Linked DNA regions of Hordeum vulgare: region 1 is linked to region 2. A link is a contact called in public Hi-C data. All regions are on one chromosome and are shown on one strand. The core of a region is the stretch at or near the end of the contact, and the rest is flanking DNA. Distances in the headings are between cores, read along the strand shown. Region 1 holds the start of LOC123447520 (receptor protein kinase TMK1). Region 2 holds the start of LOC123447517 (PHD finger protein MALE MEIOCYTE DEATH 1-like).

Region 1 (4,203 bases), core at 393-2,892, 390 kb after region 2:
ACAAACTCATCCAAAAGGTGCTTATTTGGGTTAGAGTTGGGTTGGGCCAACAAAAAGTTACTTTTCTCTTTACCTCCACCACACCAAATCCTTGATAAAGGAGCCAAATGATTGGAAAATGTGCATTTATTGACAATCTTACCCTTTCATCCAAACAACTCTTTGGTTAAAGTTAGTTTAGGGTTAGAATCTAACTCTAACCTCTAACCGAGTTAGAGTATCCAAGGCCACAGTAATAAAACCGCCTTTTTTTTACTTCTCCAACGCCGAACTGATGATAGGTTAGAGTTTGCCCTCAGTAGCAAAGTAGCCTCCGCATGAACATGTCAGTGAGGTGAACATTATTATATCTCGCGAAAACAAAGGCAGAAAATCATGCCAGGGGTTTCCGACCGTGAGGTCAACTATACCAATATCATACTGGCGCGGTCAACCATATCTCTGTCCTCATCGCAACGGGTCCTTGCCGACCGACGCAGCCACCGGCCACAACGCGGTCTCGTTGATCCCAGACGTCCGTGCGTGCAGTGCAGGTGCAGCGACGACGATCCGGAGCGGAGCTATGCGAAGCCACTAATAATAATTTACTGACACTGTCAAACAGTAACGGCTATCCTCCTCCTCGTCTCTGGCTCTTGAATGCCCTTCTCTTCTGGCGAGCTGTCGCCGCGTCACCCGTGGCGCAGGCCTGGCCGCCGGCGAACTCGCGCCAGGCCACGCCGGCCCCACGCGTTCCTTTCCTATCGTCTCCGGCGCCGCCAGCGTTATTTTCTCCCAGCTGTGCAGCGCATACTACAAACGGCGAGGCGTAATTACGGCCAGGCGGTCGCCAGCCGTCCAAAAGTTGTTCCTTTCCCTGTGCCGTCACCGTCAAAAAGGCAAGCAAACAAAAGAAACACCCAGAAAAAAGATCGAAAAATCGAAACGAGCGTTACCACAAAGACCTTTTGTTGGCTGGCAGCAGCAAGAAGCTTTTGTTGGTCGCAACGAGCGAGCGTGCGTGGGCCGGCCGTCACAGACCGCATCGCAGCCGTCCATCGCACCCACGCACGCACGGCCGCACGGGGCCGACGCCGCAGAGCATCCCGCCGCGAACCGCGCATGCATTGATTGCCCGCCCGGACGCGGCACCGCGGCCAGCCAGCGTACGTACTCTACTCTACTCTACAGGCACCCGCAGTCCCTGGCTGCCCGGCCCCACCCCACCGCCTCCGCTCTACCACTCCACTGACACTACGAGAGGCGTCTCGGATACCCTCTCCGCCCGCCTCCCCAGACAGAGGGGAGCAGGAACCCTGTGACGCTGCCGGTGGCCCCCGCCTCCAGCCCCGCTCCAGCACAGACCCGCCTTTTGGTGCGGGTTCCGCGGCTTCCCATCCTACCCCCGCAGGCAGGCCCACCCGCCAGGGATGCGACGGGGGGCCATGGCCGTGGTGGAGACTGGACCCCGCACGCGCGGGGGAGGGGCAGGGGCGTAATTCCGCAGGCCCGCGAACCCTAAATCAGCGCGGGTGGGCCCCAGGCATGTGCCACCGGCCCCGTCTCTCCGCCCATGTGCCCGGCGCTCCCTCTCTCTCCTCAGTTAAATCTTCGTCTCCATCCCGAGACTTACTCCCGTCTCTCTCTCTCCTCTCCCCTCCCCCTCCCTCGCCCCCTCCCCAATCCCTCTCCACCGCCGTCGCAATGCAGTCCCCCGCCGCGTCCACCGCGCGGCGGCGGTCGGCCGGCGCCGTACTGGCCCTGGCCGTGCTCCTGGCGGCCGTCGGCGTGGCGGCGTCGGCGGCGCAGGACGCGGAGGCGATGCGGGCGGTCGCGAAGGCGCTGGGCGCGGACAAGCTCGCCGGATGGGGCGCCGGCGAGCCCTGCTCTCCCAGGTGGCCCGGGGTGACCTGCGACTCCGGCGGCCGCGTCACAGCCATCCAGCTCAGGGACAAGCGCCTTACGGGGACGCTGGCGCCCGAGGTCCGCAACCTCACCGCGCTCACCCGCCTCGAGCTCTTCGCCAACAGCCTCTCCGGCCCGCTGCCCTCGCTGGCCGGCCTCGACTCGCTCCAGTACCTCAACATCCACGACAACGGCTTCACCTCCATCCCGGCGGATTTCTTCAAGGGGCTGACCGCGCTCAAGGAAGTCTACCTCGACAACAACCCTTTCGCGCCGTGGCCCTTCCCGGCCGACCTCGGGGACTGCGTATCCCTCACCAACTTCTCCGCCAACAGCGTCAACATCACAGGGGCGCTCCCGGACTTCTTCGGCTCCATGCCCTCCCTCCAGCAGCTAAATCTGGCATTTAACTCGCTCTCCGGGCCCGTGCCGCCGTCTCTCGCCGGCGCGCTGTCCCTTGATGTGCTCTGGCTCAACGGCCAGAAAGGGACCTCCCGCCTCAATGGGTCGATTAGCTTCGTCGCCAACATGACTATGCTCACGCAGCTGTGGCTGCACTCCAACGACTTCACCGGCCCCTTGCCAGACTTCTCGGGGCTTAGCAGCCTTTCTGATTTGAATCTCCGCGACAACCAGTTCACCGGTCCTGTGCCAGCCAGTCTTGTCAACCTCAAGTCTCTGAAGAATGTGAGCCTGGGGAACAATTTGCTGCAGGGACCGAGTCCCAACTTTACTTCCGCAGTGACAGTTAACAAGTCGGGTAAAAATCAATTCTGCTTGCCGGATGGAAGTCCGTGTGATCCCCGTGTAGACCTGCTGCTGGAGGTAGCGGCTGGGTTCATGTACCCTGCGAAGCTCGCAGCTGCTTGGGGAGGAAACGACCCTTGCCGTTATCAGCTGGGCGTTGGATGTGATAATGGGAACATCACATTGCTGAATTTTCCCAAATTGGGGCTTACCGGCACCGTCTCACCATCTATCGGGAAGATTGCCACACTTGTGACCCTAATTCTTTCAAACAACAACATTACTGGCACGGTGCCAAAGGAGCTTGCTGAGTTGCCAGACCTGAAGATGGTCGATCTGTCAAATAACAATCTATATGGGGAGATTCCTGAATTCCGCAAGAATGTGCTGTTGAAACTTGATGGCAACCCAAACATTGGCAAGGATGCCCCTGCGCCTGTGCCAGGTGGTAGCAGCAATGGTACTACGCCCGGGGATGGAAGTGGTGGAAGCAACAAGGGTTCCTCTTCTACCGGCGTCATTGTTGGGTCAGTGATTGGAGCTGTTGCTGTACTAGGCCTTATTGCTGCATTGGGGTTCTATTGCTATAAGAGAAAGCAGAAGCCTTCCGGAAGGGTGCAGAGCCCACATGCTATGGTCATCCATCCCCGGCACTCAGGGTCAGATCCTGACATGGTAAAGATCACAGTTGCTGGGGGAAATGCTAATGGTGGTGTGGCCACAAGCGAGCAATATAGCGAAGCAAGCAGTGCCCCCCGTGATATCCATGTCGTTGAGGCTGGGAATATGGTCATTTCAATTCAAGTACTGCGTAATGTGACCAACAACTTCAGTCAGGAGAACATCCTTGGTCGTGGTGGGTTTGGCACTGTCTACAAGGGTGAGCTCCATGATGGTACAAAAATTGCTGTGAAGCGAATGGAGTCTGGTGTTATGGGCAACAAGGGGTTAAACGAGTTTAAATCAGAGATTTCTGTGCTGACCAAGGTCCGTCATCGGAACCTTGTGTCACTGCTTGGATACTGTCTTGATGGTAATGAGAGGATTCTTGTATATGAGTACATGCCACAGGGTCCAGTGAGCCAACACCTGTTTGAATGGAAAGAACACAATTTGCAGCCGTTGGAATGGAAGAGGCGACTCAGTATTGCGCTTGATGTTGCAAGAGGTGTTGAGTACCTGCACAGCCTTGCGCAGCAAACGTTCATCCACAGAGATTTGAAGCCATCAAATATACTTCTTGGTGATGACATGAAGGCCAAGGTGGCAGACTTTGGATTGGTGCGGCTTGCGCCAGCTGATGGGAAGTGTGTATCAGTAGAGACAAGGCTTGCTGGAACTTTTGGATATCTTGCCCCCGAGTATGCAGGTGAGCATCCTGTATATTTTGTGCTTCAATTTTCTGATTCTCTTCTATACTTAAACTATGTCATATCCAAATTAGTATCCGAATAATTTGATATTTGTAGTGATTTTTGGACTGCCATTTAGTTCTGATGATTTACTATTTAAACTGCTTTTGATCAATTTAGTTCTATAGGAGTTATTTAGGTGCTTCATAAATTTGAAGAT
Region 2 (3,860 bases), core at 758-3,257:
CACTGCCTGCCTTGTCATCTCTGCATCATTTCCATGCTCAAGCAGCTTTTCAACAACAACCTCTGCGGCATTGACCAGACGCTTCTTGGAAAATCGACAATTGAGCCGCTCAACCACATCCTCAAACCGCTTGCACGGCGGGCTCCTCTTCATCGTACACGGCTTCGGCAGCAGGAAGGGAAGCCGGGAGCACGGCTTCACAGGAGGTGGTGTAAGGGGTGCTTCATGGCGTTTCCAGTCAAGGAGGCAGCGGAGGAACTCACGGACAGTCATCAGAGGCTTGTTGGATAGGCGCCGGTAGATGGTGACCACGCGACGGACATGTCGGCTGCGAAGATGGTCAACATGCAGTGAAGCCAGAGATTCCAAAGCAGTGGCATAGGTGGAGGTAGACATGTTGAAGCATCTCCTGGCAAGGCAGTATCCCCAGCGGGTGAACCATGTCTCACCATTCGCCACGCCGAGCAAGAGGCGGAGGTCCATAGACTGCTTCCGAGAAAAATCCACCAGAGACACAGCCCTGCAAAGAAAGCTCTCGAAGGTCAGAAGACAATAGTGCAGTGATCTCCATTGTATGCATAACCATTGTATACATGCAAAGGGGTTTCAAGTTCTATTATTTACTCCACTCCCTCCTAAATGTAATATTGCAATCTTACAGTACGCACATCTCATAAGCCCATTCAAAGAATACAGATCAATCAGTTGAGCAGTCATGGTAGTACCTATTAACACAAGTGCATATGCAGGGAATGCCTGGACAGGAAAGAAGTGTAGTAAGTAAAATCTGTTACCTGACACGGAGAGCAGAGCAGAGGCGATCCCAGATATCCATTATGTCATGACCAGAGAGGAAAGCCGAGCCACCGTCGCGGCCGCGGAGGGCGACGAGGTGGCCGAAGCCATTGCAGTGGATGAGGCCATGGAGGAGGTGGTCGTTGCGCCCAAGCAGCGCGTCTGTGCCGAAATGCCGGTCCCAGTCTGCGTCCGCTGGGATGATGAAGTGGTAGCTCCGTTTTGACACCCAGTGGTGGCTCCAGCCTGACAGGAAATTGTTCTCGTTCAGAAAAAACAGTACTCATCAATGCGCAAACCACCACTTTTCCAAGATGGGAAACAAAACTTTGGTGGGCTAGAGGCCATCATTGCGACCTGCATAGCCATTTCTGGGAGCGGATTCGAAACAATTTGAACCAGGCGAGATGGAGCCCGTCGAATCCGATCCAGGCAATGTGTAAAACAATCTATGGTTGTGAGTGCAAGAACAGGAAGCAAAATGCAGGTATTATTATGATGATCCGTTCCCGAATTTTGGTCGCAACTTCGAGATGTTTGCAGCGCGGAAATGAACGTTTTCCAAGAACGAAATCTATCTAACCAGAAAACCGCGTTTCTTCCCCGAATCACGAAGGAAAATAATCGTCTGGACGAGTAGCTTTTAATCGTCCCTCCGCTCATCCGTTCGCACGAATCAGCTGCGATCAAGAAACTACCGGGACCGACCAAAACCTAAATCCGCGCCAATCGCACGAGCAAACGCGCCCGGACCAAGCGCGCGGGGAGCCGAAATGGGGGCGGGGCGCACTCACCGGCGCAGCGGCAGAGGTCGCAGAGCGGGGCGGGGGAGGACGCGGCGAGCACCTCGACGGCGACGACGGGGACGAGGGCGCCGGTGCGGTCGTCGGAGAGGAACGCCCGCCGCGCGGCGGGGCCCGGGGAGGCCCCGACGGGGCCCCACCGCGCCAGCAGCCACCGGGCGTTGTCCCGGAACGCGCCGCACAGCGCGGCCGCCTCGCTCCCCGGGAAGTCCCGCAGCGGGTACGCCCGGCCCTGCGGCTGCTGCTGCTGCGGCGGCGGCGGCACGGACCGTCGCCCGGCGCCGGCGGGCTTCGAGGCCGACGAGGAGGAGGAGGGGGGAGACTCCTCCGCCGCCGCGTCGGCGCGCGGCGGGAGGGGGGCGGCGAGGCGCATGAGCGCGCGGATGGACGGCATTGCCCCGGGGCGAGGCTCGGCCGCTCTCGCGCGAGGGGGTTCAGGGCTTTTGGGGGGTCCCGCGATCCTCGGCGGCAGGGGCGTTCCCGTAATTTCGCGGCGCTCCTCCTCCCAGGTCGCCTCTCTCTGACTGGCGGGCCCCGCCCCCGAACCCACGGCCACGGGCAGCTGTTCCGGGCCACGCGCTCCGGCCGGCGACCGTGACGTTCCGGACAGTTCGTTCTCGCCCCGAGAAAACGCTCATTCACCGGGGAAGGCCTGGCCCGCGCGTCTGGTCAGGCGGTCGGGGGACGCGGGCCCCGGTTGTCAGTGGGGGTATGGGTGTGGCCGGGGTCGAGCTGTGGGTGCTGCGAAGAGATTCTCTGCGGTGGGTGACTGTTGTACCGTAGGCGGCAGGGATAGGATTTCCCGGACTGGCCCATTGCAGAGTAGGGTGGGGCGACGTGGCGGTTTGCCCTCTGCCCAAACTTTCTCATGTCCTTCGCAATGCGTTGCGCCGGTCAAAGCGCGTGTGGCCCAGGCCAGTGTCGTCGTTGTCAAGCCCTCCTTGAGGTAAAATTCTGTGTTTCGATTATTTTGCGAGAGTTCATCAAGACTCTGTTCGAAAAAAAGTCAGGATCAGATCTTTTTTCCTGTTGTCAGGGTTGGTGGCAGTTGGATATATCCCTACCGCTGAAGCACCTGATGGTAGTGGTGCATGACCTATCTGTTACTTCCTAAGTTACTAAATATAAGTCTTTGTAGAGATTTCACTAGTGGACTGGATACGGATGTATATAGACATATTTTAAAGTATAGATTCAATCATTTTACTCCGTATGTAGACCCTTAGTGAAATCGCTTAAAAGACTTATATTTAGGAACGGAGAGACTAGAATTCATGGGTTTGGTCCATCTATAAAATCTGAAATCTCAAATTAAGTCCTTGAGTAAGATGGCAAGTGGTGATGTGGTGGTGCTAAAGTTTACTCTCTTTACCGTTAGTTGAGGAATGGTTGGACCTGTTTATATAGAGAGTTATCCCCATCATTTTAAGTGTGTGTTGAGAAGAGAAAGTAGAAGATCACACGTGCGCTCGCTCGCCTCGCGTACATGCACGTGAATGGTCCGCCGAATTTCGGTCCGTTGCCTTGCGGGGGCACGACTTCCCTTTGCTGTTTTATTTTTTATGTCTTGGCGGACAAGGTGAGAATTTCTTGTCCGGTAAGTATACGACTTGGAAACCAAGTCGGTTCGAGACGTGATCGCAACACGGAACCGACCTTGGTCCTCCTATATATATACTGCTTACCGTGGTCGACCAAAGACACACCGTAAAACATCTAGGATTTTGCCTCGTCTCACCACTTGCGCTGTCGTCGTAGTCTACCTCATCTCAAACGTCGGCGTGCATCGGCGTGTGAGAGGGCATGTCTTCAGAACCGTTCGTCTTTGCGATCCTGCACCGGGAGATGACGAATTAGGTTTTTGGGAAGCGCTTTACGCGACTGCTCAAATCCTTCATCACGGGTCGTCTACCGTCTAAGTCGGGCGGCCTTACTCATCGTCGTCTTCATCGCCATCAACAGAAGATCGTCACCAACATCATCATCAACATAGTCGCTCCTGTTGCAACTAACGAACATTACGTTACTCGTAATCTGCTAATGTTCATCATTGTATTTTCTACTTCATGCGCGGTGATGATCTGCATGTTCGGTTGCTCTTCTAGATTGCTAGAGTATTGCATGCTATCTTCTGTTCTAGTCATGAATTATTTATTGAAATTAATCATGAACTTGCCTAATCTTCCATCACTATCCCAAAAAAATTCTAAGTATCAGATAGGAGTATATTGTGTGTACATACCTAACATCAAGCATCTCGAT

What was found. Hi-C and Micro-C count contacts between places; a contact is called where the count stands out from the background.
Region 1: a contact with region 2 is called in a Hi-C map of leaf, with 4 times the contacts expected there. The contact joins the promoter of LOC123447520 here to the promoter of LOC123447517 in region 2. A contact is called at or near these places in 3 of 6 Hi-C or Micro-C datasets (leaf and seedling).

What each region holds. Positions count from the first base shown.
Region 1 is chr4H:19,669,973-19,674,175 of MorexV3_pseudomolecules_assembly, forward strand. LOC123447520 (receptor protein kinase TMK1) reads left to right here and starts at 1,643. Exons shown (of 2, transcript XM_045124127.1): 1 at 1,643-4,000. The coding sequence starts at 1,684.
Region 2 is chr4H:19,278,319-19,282,178 of MorexV3_pseudomolecules_assembly, forward strand. LOC123447517 (PHD finger protein MALE MEIOCYTE DEATH 1-like) reads right to left here and starts at 2,008. Exons shown (of 3, transcript XM_045124125.1): 1 at 1,590-2,008; 2 at 795-1,041; 3 at 1-520. The coding sequence starts at 1,992.